Linked DNA regions of Mus musculus: region 1 is linked to region 2. A link is a contact called in public HiChIP or PLAC-seq data. All regions are on one chromosome and are shown on one strand. The core of a region is the stretch at or near the end of the contact, and the rest is flanking DNA. Distances in the headings are between cores, read along the strand shown. Region 1 overlaps Adamts17 (a disintegrin-like and metallopeptidase (reprolysin type) with thrombospondin type 1 motif, 17). Region 2 holds the start of Adamts17 (a disintegrin-like and metallopeptidase (reprolysin type) with thrombospondin type 1 motif, 17).

Region 1 (5,831 bases), core at 2,911-5,410, 300 kb before region 2:
AAAGTGGCTCATTTCATCAGTATTTAATGTGGCTCCCCGAGATGCACTTAAACCGAGACAGAAGTAAACCAGCCATAAATCCACGCAGGGAAGCTCGTCCTTAGGCCCTGTGAAGGACAGCTCTCTTCCTGTCTCTTCTGGAACAAATAGCTACAAAGCACACTGTCTGCTGCCTGGTGACCACACTGTCAGTCGGGGCAGGAAAGGCAGGAATCAAAGACACCTGAGACAGAGGTGCCAGGGTGGGAGGCACAATAGTGAAATAAAGATGTTATGGGCTGGAGCTGTTGTTCGGAGGTAAAGCATTTGCTTAGCATGCAGGAGGACAACCTGGCTTTCATCCTCACCCACAGCATAATAAAAAAAAAACCCAAAAAACCAAAAAAACCAAAAAACAAAAAATGAAACAAGAAACTAAAAACACCCCACCCCAACAACGGAAGTCAGGATGCAGACCCACAAGGCAAAAAGGGAGATTAAACGTGGATTTTCTTCATAGGCTTTTAAAGGACAGTACAAAGGGACTAGGAAAAAGGGATTTCTCTTTGGGTAAAGAGTTTTAGGCAATCAGGAGGAAACAGGTTACACTGTGCATCAACAGTATTGCTTGGCATCTTTCAAAAGACAGTAATTGTAATAGCCATTACAGTAGGACCCGCCTGTTGACAGTGTCCGGGGCTTAGGGATGTTCTTGTTAGTTCTCACACTAACAGCTAATAACCAGTAGCCTAATGTGCTTGGCGCACAGTAGGCGCTCAATAAATGTGCCTGTAGGAAATGAGGTGCCATCTTTCAGAGGCAGGGGGTGAGCCTTGAGCCAGCAGGGAGTAGTCAGGCCCCACTGCTGCTCAGAGGCTCTGCCCTGTGACACCCTCCTGGCAAGAAAAAAACCTCTTCTATTCTCAGCTGCAACCAGCTGTAATCAACACAACATTCTAATGGGATGCTTCCAGGACTTATAATTATTTTCTTAAAATCTTATGAGAGAAATGGTATCCTGTGGGAACTTATTTGGGGTAGAGGAGTTCAGCTCAGGCTGCCCTGCCTGTACTGATTCTGGGTAGACTGAGGCAGGAAGAAACTCCCAGGGCAGCAGAAGTAGATTCCGGATGGTAAAGACGGAGCAGAACTCCTGACAGTAGCTCCACTTTCTGTTTGCCTGAAAGGTGCCTGGCTGGTGAAACTCCAGCAGCTCTTCAAAGGCTTTCCTGACAGTTTTCCCTCCAGACTTGGCAGGAACCGTACAAACCCGGGGCAGCTGTTGAAACCTGAAAGAGCTGGTCTGGACAATAATGAAAACCTTCACAATGTTCGTGCTAACTCTGACATGGAAGGCAAAGTTAGACCCATGCGCTCACACACACCCTCCCCCTTCAGCTTGGCTTGGCTTCCAGAGCCTCCCCTAACTCTGAATACCCCGGAGGACTCAGGTTGGGTCTTTACAGTCAGGAAGCCTGAAAGCATAGCACCTGTCCATGATTTACAAGGGCTGCGAAGTCCTCAGAGGTTGGCACGGAGGGACGGTAGCTCTAAGTTTTTCCTCTGAGGGCAGAAGATTCCCATTATCACTATCCTCTCCATCCTTAGTAGTGGATGCAGGTTCCGTGGAACCCCCAGGAAAGCTGCAGACAGGCTAGGAACCAATGTGAGCCCCAATTTCCGCATCTAGAAACCTGGGACAGATGGCCGTGAGGGTCAAATGGGGTCACATGAGTGGATGTGCTCTGCCAAGGATTCTGCCCAAATAAGTATGATCTTTCATCAGCACCTCATCCAGCACGCCCCAGGATGGGGGTTCGCAAGGTAACATTTATTCTTTGTTCTGCTCTTGGGGCTTAGCATAGCCTTGTGCTGGTCAAGAGGCCATGGAGGCACATGGAGTGGCCTACCATTTGCATCTCCATGCGTGAGCATGGGGTCCAGTGCAGAGTAGAGGCTCAGGCAGTGCTGGCTGAGTCACAGTAAGGTGGCTACTGGTCTACAGCAAGTAGCGACCCCAGCAATGCAAGCAGAGGCTCTAAAGTGGCACAGGGCAGAAGAGCTTTCTGTAAGTAACACTGTTGGCTCGTTTCTAAGGCCATGGCCCTCAGCCCTTCTCACCCTGTCAAGAGCACAAGAAAGTGTCTAACAGCTCCAGGCCCTGGAAGCATCCTGACCACAATGTTTGTGTCCCCCTGGGATCACTGCTGGCTAGTGGGGTTTGTTGTTGTTGTTGTTTGTTTTTTGGATTTTTAAAAACCTTTTATTGATTCTTTGTGAATTTCCCATCATGCACCCCAATCCCACTCATCTCTCTGTCCCTCTGCCCTTGCAACCTTCCCCCAAGAGAAAACAAAGAATAAAAGTTAAAAAGTAAAAAAATAAGAAAAACCATCTCGTGGTGGAAGCTGCTGTGTGTCCCACTGTTTGTCCAAGCATCTTTACTTGAAAATGTTCATGGCACTGAGAGTCATTGGACCGGCTTGAGGCCTCTGGATTCTGCTACACTGTCAATACTGGATCCCCATCAGGACTCCTCTTGGTTATCCTCTTGTTGCCCTGTGTGATGGGGATCCTGCAGCTTTGGTTCTGCAGGACTGGTCCCAGCAGTTCATAGATGGGGCAGATGTTGGGTTGGGCCAACTCAAAGCTTTGAATCTGGCCTTGGGTGGTAGCTGAGTTGATCAGCCCACTTGCCTGACTGAGGCAGCAAGGAAGGTATAGGACCAGCTCTCTTACCCTCACATCATAGAGGCCAGCTCTCTAGCACTGACTTGGTAAGGGGCAGGACAAGCTCCCTGTTGTCATGCCCTAAGAGTTGGCTCTTCTACATTAGGGTGCTGCAGCCAGGGAGGGGCCAGCTCATCTGTTCTCACATCTTTGGAGCTGGCTTACTCCACTAGGGCCAGCTCTACTGTGCTGTCCAGGTGAGAGGTGGGGTCTCTCTCATACTGCCTAATTCTTATGTCAACTTGGTATAAACTAGCGTTATCAGAAAGGAGGGAACCTCAAAGGAGAAAACGCCTTCATAAGATCTGACTGTAAGGCATTTTCTTAATTAGTATTTGACAGGGGAAGACTCATACCATAATGGGTGGTCATGTTCCTGGGATGGTGGTACTGGGTTCTATAAGAAAGCAGGTTGAGCAAGCCATGGGAAGCAAGCCAGTAAGCAGTATCTCTCCATGGTTTCTGCATCAGCTCTTGCCTCCAGGTTCTTGTCCTATTTGAGTTCCTGTCCTGACTTCCTTTGATGATCAACTGTGATATTGAACTGTAAACCAAAGAAACCCTTTGTTTCCCAACTTGCTTCATGGTGTTTCATCACAGCAAAGGAAACTTGAACTAAGACACTGCTCATAAATATTTTCTGTATATTTTATTTTTTGTACTGCCCATCTCACAGGAGGAGGCCAGAGTACTTGTAGACAGATAGAGAAGGCTCCCTTGGGGCTTTTTAGAGGCCCTGTACATCAAGAAAGCTCATTCGGAGGGGACTCTGCTACTTGTCATTTTGTCTGCTATTTGTTATATTGTCATTTGTCTGCCAATTGTCATTTTGATCCTTTTGGTAGGAGAGACACCAGATTTAACATGTGTTAACATGTCTCAAACTCAGAACAAATGGCTAACTGAAGTGCCTATTTAACAAATCAAAGAAGAATCTGGCCATCTGCCTCCCTAGGTGCCTGCCTGTTACAGAGTCATCATGGCTGGCAACCCCCACACCCTACCTTGAACTCTTTAGCCCACACCTCAGATTCTCTGACTCCTATATAACCCAGCCACTTTGGCTACACATGTCTCTTGGTTTCCTGGCTTGCTCCTGGCCTCCTGGCTCCTCTCTTAGCCCCATCTTCCCCCCAACCCCCATCTTCTGCTCTGACCCTCCTGTTTTAACTGTCCCAGTTCCCCAGGATTGAAATCATAGGATCTGTATCTATGGGGTGCAATTTGTTATTGGAACTGTTTTCTAGAAAGTGCTACTCTATCCCTGGAGGTACACTGTGGCAGGCCATAGCAATGGCAGTACCAAGGGCATGGATGGGAATATGAAGCATGATCCTTGTACATGACTCGAATAAACGGTTGTCTGCTTGTTGGAATCTAGATCATAGAGAGTCTGCCAAGCCTCTCCCAGACTCAGAGCTTTTAGGGGCCCAGCTGCTCCTGACACTGCAGTAGACATATATAGCATTAGGTCCAAAGTGGCTTCCTAATAGCAGGGATGCTGACACTGTCCTAAATGACAGTCTGGGCTCAGCTCAGGCTCCACTCTGATGGGTAAACAGAAGGATTACCACTTAAACACAGTAGTCCTCAGAAACCCTGTAAAGTGGGTTTCTGTTTGTCAGGAAAAGTTATTTCCCTTATTCCTACTCCCTCCCACCTCCCAGCCAACTAGTTCTGGCAGTAGGGCATCTAGTTCCCTATTCAAGGTCTCAGGACATTCTGGTTTATACAATTTCTCCCACGTTCGTCCTTAAAACCAGGAAGGCTTCCCACATAGTTTGCTGTTCTATCTGCCCCTAAGACATAGCCTGGTGGGATACACCCAGGAACACTGGAGCTCTGACACACTCAAGATCACAGTTGAGGCCACAACATCTTTCCCGACACCCAGCATAAATGGGACCTCCATAGGAACCAGGGAAACACAGATACCTGCCCAGCCAGAGGCGCAGTTTCCTTCCAGTGTACACCCATGCCTGGAGCAAACCCTGGGATCTGCTCCCTACTCACCCCTGCAACACCCAGAGAAAGCTTGACTACCAGGAGCTCTGACACAACAGGATCTCAGGAGCTTGGTCACACCAGGATTTCAGGATCCCAGGGGCATCTTGACTCCCAGGGGGGCTCTGACACACCCAGGATCTCAGGATCACAGAATCACAGAATCCCAGAGACAGCTGGACTCTGAGTTCTGACACAATCAGGATCACAGAAGGGACAGACTCCAGTCAGAGACAGCAAGGGCAGGTAGCACTTGAGATAACCAGATGGCGAGAGGTAAGTGCAAGAATATAAGCAACAGAAACCAAGGCTACTTGGCATCATCAGAACCTAGTTCTTCCACTACAGCAAGTTCTAGATACCCCATCACACCGGAAAAGAAAGATTTGGATTTAAAACCACAACTCATGATGATGATAGAAGACTTTAACAAGGACATAAATAACTCCCTTAAAGAAATACAGGAGAACACAGGTAAAAAGGTAGAAGCCCTTAAAGAGGAAACACAAAAATCCCTTAAAGAATTACAGGACAACACAGCCAGACAGGTGAAGGAATTGAACAAAACCATCCAGGATCTAAAAGTGGAGAAAGAAAAATTAAAGAAATCACAAAGGGAGACATCCCTGGACATAGGAAACCTAGGAAAGAGATCAGGAGTCACAGATGTAAGCATCACCGACAGAATACAAGAGATAGAAGAGAGAATCTCAGGTGCAGAAGAGACCATAGAAAACATTGATACAACAGTCAAAGAAAATGCAAAATGCAAAAATCTACTAACCCAAAACATCCAGGAAATCCTAGGCACAATGAGAAGACAAAACCTAAGGAAAATAGCCATAGAAGAGAGCAAAGATTCCCATCTTAAAGGGCCAGTCAATATCTCCAACAAAATTATAGAAGAAAACTTCCCTAACCTAAAGAAAGAGATGCCCATGAACATACAAGAAGCCTATAGAACTCCAAATAGACTGGACCAGAAAAGAAATTCATACTTGTCAAAAGAAAAATCTACCAAAATGAACTCTTAATTCTGAACATCTATGCTCCAAATAATATCCAAGATACAATTCACAGACCACATGAAGCTCAAGAAGAAGGAAGACCAAAGTGTG
Region 2 (5,172 bases), core at 1,898-4,397:
GCCATTTGTAGGCATTGGCCATGGCAAAACATACTAACGGCCGAAATACTAGCCAGCATCCAGGATAGAGGAGGTTGAGCAGAGCCACACCCACATATTTATATGCCTCCTATATGTGTTGTCACTCAAAAAGGGCAGCACTGAGAGACATGACTGAGACTAGATGGCTCATAAAGTATAAAATACTCACTTTCTGGGAAAAGCCTGCTAATATCTGCACAACATTAGTCTTTGGAGACAAGAAGGCTTTCAGAATACCCCCACCCAATAGCTAACAAGAGCTATCTTCTGGACCATGGCCCCTACCCATGTCTGGTAGCTGGGACTATCCTGGCAAACACACACATAACTGCACACTTCAGAGAGCTTCTGGCCTAGTCAAGGGACCTAGCACAACTTACCACCCACCTGGGTGGACAACCAAGCCAAAGGTGGGGTGCAGGCCAATCTCAAGTAGCTTATGCTAAGAGACCGGCTCCCAGTCATGTCTCTTCCCTCCCGCTCTCAGCCTCTGCCTACGTGTACTCGAGGAGAGTGTCCAATGTGCAGCTTGCACGAACAGGATGAGTAAGGCAGACTAAACAACAGCAGTGTCTCCTCAAACTGGAATTGAAAAATCTAAAGACTTAGAATTCCACCCGCAACTGGGGTGAACTCAAGAGTCTTGGCCGGGTTCCTTTCTCTAAGGCACAGCGCCCTCACATGGTGCCAAAGGGCAGCGCAGTCTTCCTGAAAAGTTGGCTCAGATGCCATGAGAGGAGGCTGAGCAGCCACTCTGGGAGGACTCTACATCAATGTTCTCCAGATTTCCAGCCTGGGCTCCTTCACAGATAGCTCCTCGCTGGAAACTTTACACCAAGAAGTATAAACTCTGACCTCTCCAGAAACTCACGAAACCGCAGCAAATGGGATTCAGATGTTTCTATGCACCGTACGGGGGTGTGACCTAGACTTGAAACACTTTGGCAAAAAAATGGGAGAAATGATGTGGGCCTCTGAGTCCCTCCCAGAACATGATACAGCGCTGACCCGAGTCCTACAGTGATCTGAGCCTTTCTCACTCCACTTAAGCCTCCTCGCCCACAGCCCACACCCTTTGTCCCCCCGTTCAACGATAACACCTACCAGACCCCACCACAATCTGCTTTGCCTTCTTTTGCCAAGACTACCAATGTCTCCCAGTTAAACAAAAGTAACCCATACCCTGAAATGAGACCTTTAAAGATTCCTGAAAATTAGGCTGCTCCTCAGAAATTACATCCACAGGTCCCCCAACCCTGACCCAGTACTAAGAAAGCAGAAGTATCGAGCAAAATCTCGGAGTCTTGGGCTTTCACGCTGTGCTCCTGGCTGTGTAGGTGGTGATAGAAAGCAAGTGAAGGGGTGGCTTCTCTGGCCCACTACCCCAGAGGTCTGCTGTGACAAATGTAGGGAAACAGCACAGACATTGTAAACTGAGTGATGCCAGGCTTTGGGGGGTGGGGAGGGCAAACCATCTGCCAGCCACGTGCTCTTCTTGGGGGCACCCTGGAGAAGCAGAGAAGAACTTGGCTGGGCACCAACGTAGCCAAGTGCTCAAGTGTGAGCACAAAGACAGCAAAACCACCCCAAACTTCTGTGCCTCTCCGTGCACTTGTCACAGGTGTCTCAACAAGGCGAGGCAAGGTCTTCGAGAAGAAAAAGAGTAAGAGCAGGGCTTTCCCCTGGGACAGGTGAGCACCGCACAGTTCTCACCGAGGGAGCATCCAGATAAATAAATACCTACTGCAGAGTAAGGCACTAGAGATACTGACAACAGTTCCTCTCTTGGTCTTACCTTTTCAGCTAGCAAAAATGAGACTAACCATGGCCTGCCTGGGGTCCCCTCCTAATGTAAGAAGGCTCAAGGGACAGAAGAGAAGTGCTTAGATACCCCATTCCTAGACAGGGAATGAACACTTTAGAGCTTCCCCATAACGTGCAGAAAACATACACACCTGTGCTGATGCTGTCAGAGTGGGAACGACAGGTTCATATTCTTTCCTCTAGGTGAGCTATAGCTAATTTCTCAATGCAACCCCACCTCGGCCAGGTTCAGGACACAACAGAAGCCAGGACAATAACAGGCCTTCCCCTGTGTTCTCTCTCCTAGGAAGGCACAGTCTGAAAGGGCCAAGTGAAGGAGATGGGAAGGTAGGTCTTCTCCCGCCCAGCCCTCCGCGGGACCACCCCAGGAGAAGTAACAGACTGGGCAAGGCAGACCCATAGGGGGCGCGGGCAATACCAGGCCGCCGGCGGCGCCGCAGGCGCTGAGGGAGACGAGGGAGCCCGGGTGGCCCAGGACTCGTCCGGAGTAGAAGCACAGCTCGGCAGGATGTCCGCTGCGCCCCGAGACACCCGCCTCCTCCACCTCGAAGCCTGGGGACAGGAAACGCAGGTCGCGATGCAGCTGCAGGTATAGGTCGCGCCCAAAGGCCGGCAGGTGCAGTAGCAGGGCGCGCTCTCCTTGCCCTGCTCGATGGCCACCTGGAGATGCTCGCGGTCGCCGCCACCGCCGGAGCCCCGCTGCTCCCGGCAGCAACTGCAGGTGCACGTCCTCGGGGCGCAGCCGCCTCGGGAGCACCACCTCCACGTCGGCCGCCGCGTCGCCGACAGCTGCGGGGAGAGAGGACACGCGTCAGCACCAGCCTGGCCACCAGGGCTGCCGGCCGCTCCGGCGCTGACTCGCAAGGCTCCGTGGGTATCGCGCAGCCGTGACCCCGCACTCCCTTCCCTCCCCGAGCCGGGCCTCTCCAAGCTGGCGAAGCCACTCGATCGCACCGGGGGTCAGCTCGCCATCCGCGTGCCGAGAGGGAACCAGAGACCAGTTCTCCGGCCGCGGCCTTCACTCTCCTCCTCAGGGGATGCTGTCAGCGGTCCACCTATGCACCCGGGCGCCGGGATGCTTCGGGAAGGCACCGGGAAGGTGGCCGCGAGAGCTAGGAACGCTACCTGTGCCCGGGTCCAGCCCCCACACCAGCAGCAGCAAGGACAGGACGAGAGGGGGCAGCAGGGTGCCGTCACACATGGTACTTGGGACCAGCAGCCCCCAAGACTGTAGTGATAGAGCAGGGACTCGCGAGGCGGCGAAGCCAACCGGAGTGCAGCCCTGCAGCCTTTGGAAAAAGTAATTAGCGCTGCGGACAAACCCAACATGGTAAATACTAAGCCCCACCTTCTCCTTGGAAAGTAGGCGGTGATTGGGCTTTTGCTTTTCTCTGCCCCGCCTTCCCTGTCCGTATTGGTTAGGGCCGGTCGAAACCAACGTGCGTAGTTAGGTTGTAAGCACTTTCTTACACGTGGTTTCTAGGCAGTAGGTAGGCTGTGACACCAGGTGGCAGGCGCGAGCCGGCTCAGCTGCAGCATCTTGGAGCAGCCAGGAGGACACCAGCCTGGTCTTCAGTTTGTTCACATTTGGGAGATCACCTTTGAGGCTTCCTAGGAAGATAGGCCAGACCAACCAGTTCAGTACAAGAAAAAGAAAATCTCTATGTATTGAAGTGACTCCTATTTTTGATTAGTTTGGGCTGGAAAGACGCAGCCCAGTGTTCCTAGCACACCTGAATTCATGCCTGACTTCTATATCTATGGTGTTTGTCCACACCCCGCAGGCTTCTTGCAGTCTATACTTTCACAGAATCCAAGAAGGTGAGAGCATAATAACACTCCCCTGAAGACTGGGAAACTGAGAAAAAGGAAATGTAAGGAGCCTGCTTAAATTGGACAGCTAGTATCTGTCAGAGCCGTGTCTTGTGTCTGTGATCCTGACTTTAGGTCAGGTGTGTTTAGGGAGGTATATTAGCTGCGCTTTGCATCGCAGGACCCTGGAGAGCTGAGAGGCAGAGCCTGAACTTGAACCCAGCCTTTCACGAACAGAATGAGTGTTCAATTTTCCAGCAGAATCTAGCCAGATATTATCCCTAGCAGACCCCTATGGGTAATCCCATTGGCCTCTTTAAAATTGTCCTACAGATAGCAGGACTGACTGAGCACAGGGATACCACAGCAGTCACAGATGGCTCCTCATCTCTCCCTTTTTGTCTGTTTGCTTGCTTGTTTTCAAAAAGGCCCCTACTCACCCCTCATCACAGGATCCAGACTTCATCACAGGGCTGAATTACCAGAAAGCATCCAGAGACGAGGTAAACACTGGTGAGTTTCCCTAAGTTTGGTGCCCCTGTCCTGGTAAGCTGTCTGCAGCTCTCCACAAAGGCGTATCACAGAATGTGCTGCCGAGCCAGTCTCTGATCTAGTGGCTGTCACTCACCGGTTGGCACCCTCGGGTGACTGGCAGCATGGGTCAGGCTCTGTTGGTGGCTATGAATGAGTAGGGCTTTGCCTCACTTGACCATGAGAATTTGACTGTGACCTCAACCATGTCATGGGAAACAGGAAGAAAAGGAGAAGCCTTAGCCCTGTGTGAGTGTGTGTGTGTGTGTGTGTGTGTGTGTGTGGTCAGACAGCAGCTAGCTATTCTGACAGCCCAGGAATGTTTTTCTTCTGAGAGTTGTTCAGTTTTTTCTCTGTAAATCAAGGAGCTAAGCTATACTGCCTCCCCTTGGAGGGTGAACTTCTAATCATTTGGACTACTCTTGAAAATAATAACAAGGGTCTGCGAGATACCTGACATACCATTAGCACTTTGTTAGATTTACTGAATATATGAATAAAAGAAGAAAAGTGATTGATTAAATCAGATGTTTCAGAGACTCCTCCTGTAACAGGGCCCCAGATATTAGCACAACTGACTCCAGGATGGAGATACTGTTTAGGCTGTAAAACTCAGCATCACCCTCCAAAACCAAACCAGAGGCCCATAACAACCATAGTTATAGGAAAGTCTCTAAATGGACTACTAACCTTGCTCTTTGGTTTCTGTAGCTCTGCCTCTGGCTAACTGTTCTCATTAACCGTATATCAACCCAGGACATGGATTTTATGCTCAAAAGCTCACCCTGAAGAAGGCTCAGGACTACATTGAGGTCCTGAACATGCTGTGTAGTTGCCGGCTTGCTGATAGACTTTCTATTGGCTTAAACCCACGTGTGAGCAGTCTTCTCTGCTGACTACCCCAACAACACTCCAGCTGTCAAATGTGCTAAGCAAGCATCGAACCCATGCCCCTCTCCCTTCATTGTTTGTCATTCTTTCTTG

Evidence for each region. HiChIP or PLAC-seq counts read pairs in DNA pulled down with a chosen protein or histone mark.
Region 1: a contact with region 2 is called in an H3K27ac HiChIP or PLAC-seq map of VIP interneurons, with 9 times the contacts expected there. The contact joins the enhancer-like site here to the promoter of Adamts17 in region 2. A contact is called at or near these places in 18 of 39 promoter capture datasets (the 3T3-L1 cell line, 3T3-L1-derived adipocytes, cranial neural crest and 10 more), 2 of 484 Hi-C or Micro-C datasets (cortical neurons and nephron progenitors), 6 of 115 datasets of contacts at active chromatin or transcription factors (VIP interneurons, craniofacial prominence, embryonic forebrain and 3 more) and 2 of 9 other capture datasets (adipose tissue and liver).

Annotation. Positions count from the first base shown.
Region 1 is chr7:67,136,805-67,142,635 of GRCm38.p6, reverse strand. All of the region lies in intron 21 of Adamts17 (a disintegrin-like and metallopeptidase (reprolysin type) with thrombospondin type 1 motif, 17), which reads right to left. Among named protein-coding and RNA genes, the nearest start is that of 1700112J16Rik, 83 kb to the left of the region's middle. Within about 2 kb of position 4,160, at least 2 of the 459 cell types and tissues checked have an H3K27ac peak or open chromatin away from gene starts, as enhancers often do. A contact at or near this core is called in VIP interneurons, where this site is marked.
Region 2 is chr7:66,837,710-66,842,881 of GRCm38.p6, reverse strand. Adamts17 (a disintegrin-like and metallopeptidase (reprolysin type) with thrombospondin type 1 motif, 17) reads right to left here and starts at 3,147. Exons shown (of 23, transcript NM_001033877.4): 1 at 2,971-3,147; 2 at 2,264-2,634. The coding sequence starts at 3,046. It overlaps Gm33627 (a long non-coding RNA gene), which reads left to right and starts at 3,091. Exons shown (of 4, transcript XR_391554.2): 1 at 3,091-3,175; 2 at 4,086-4,170.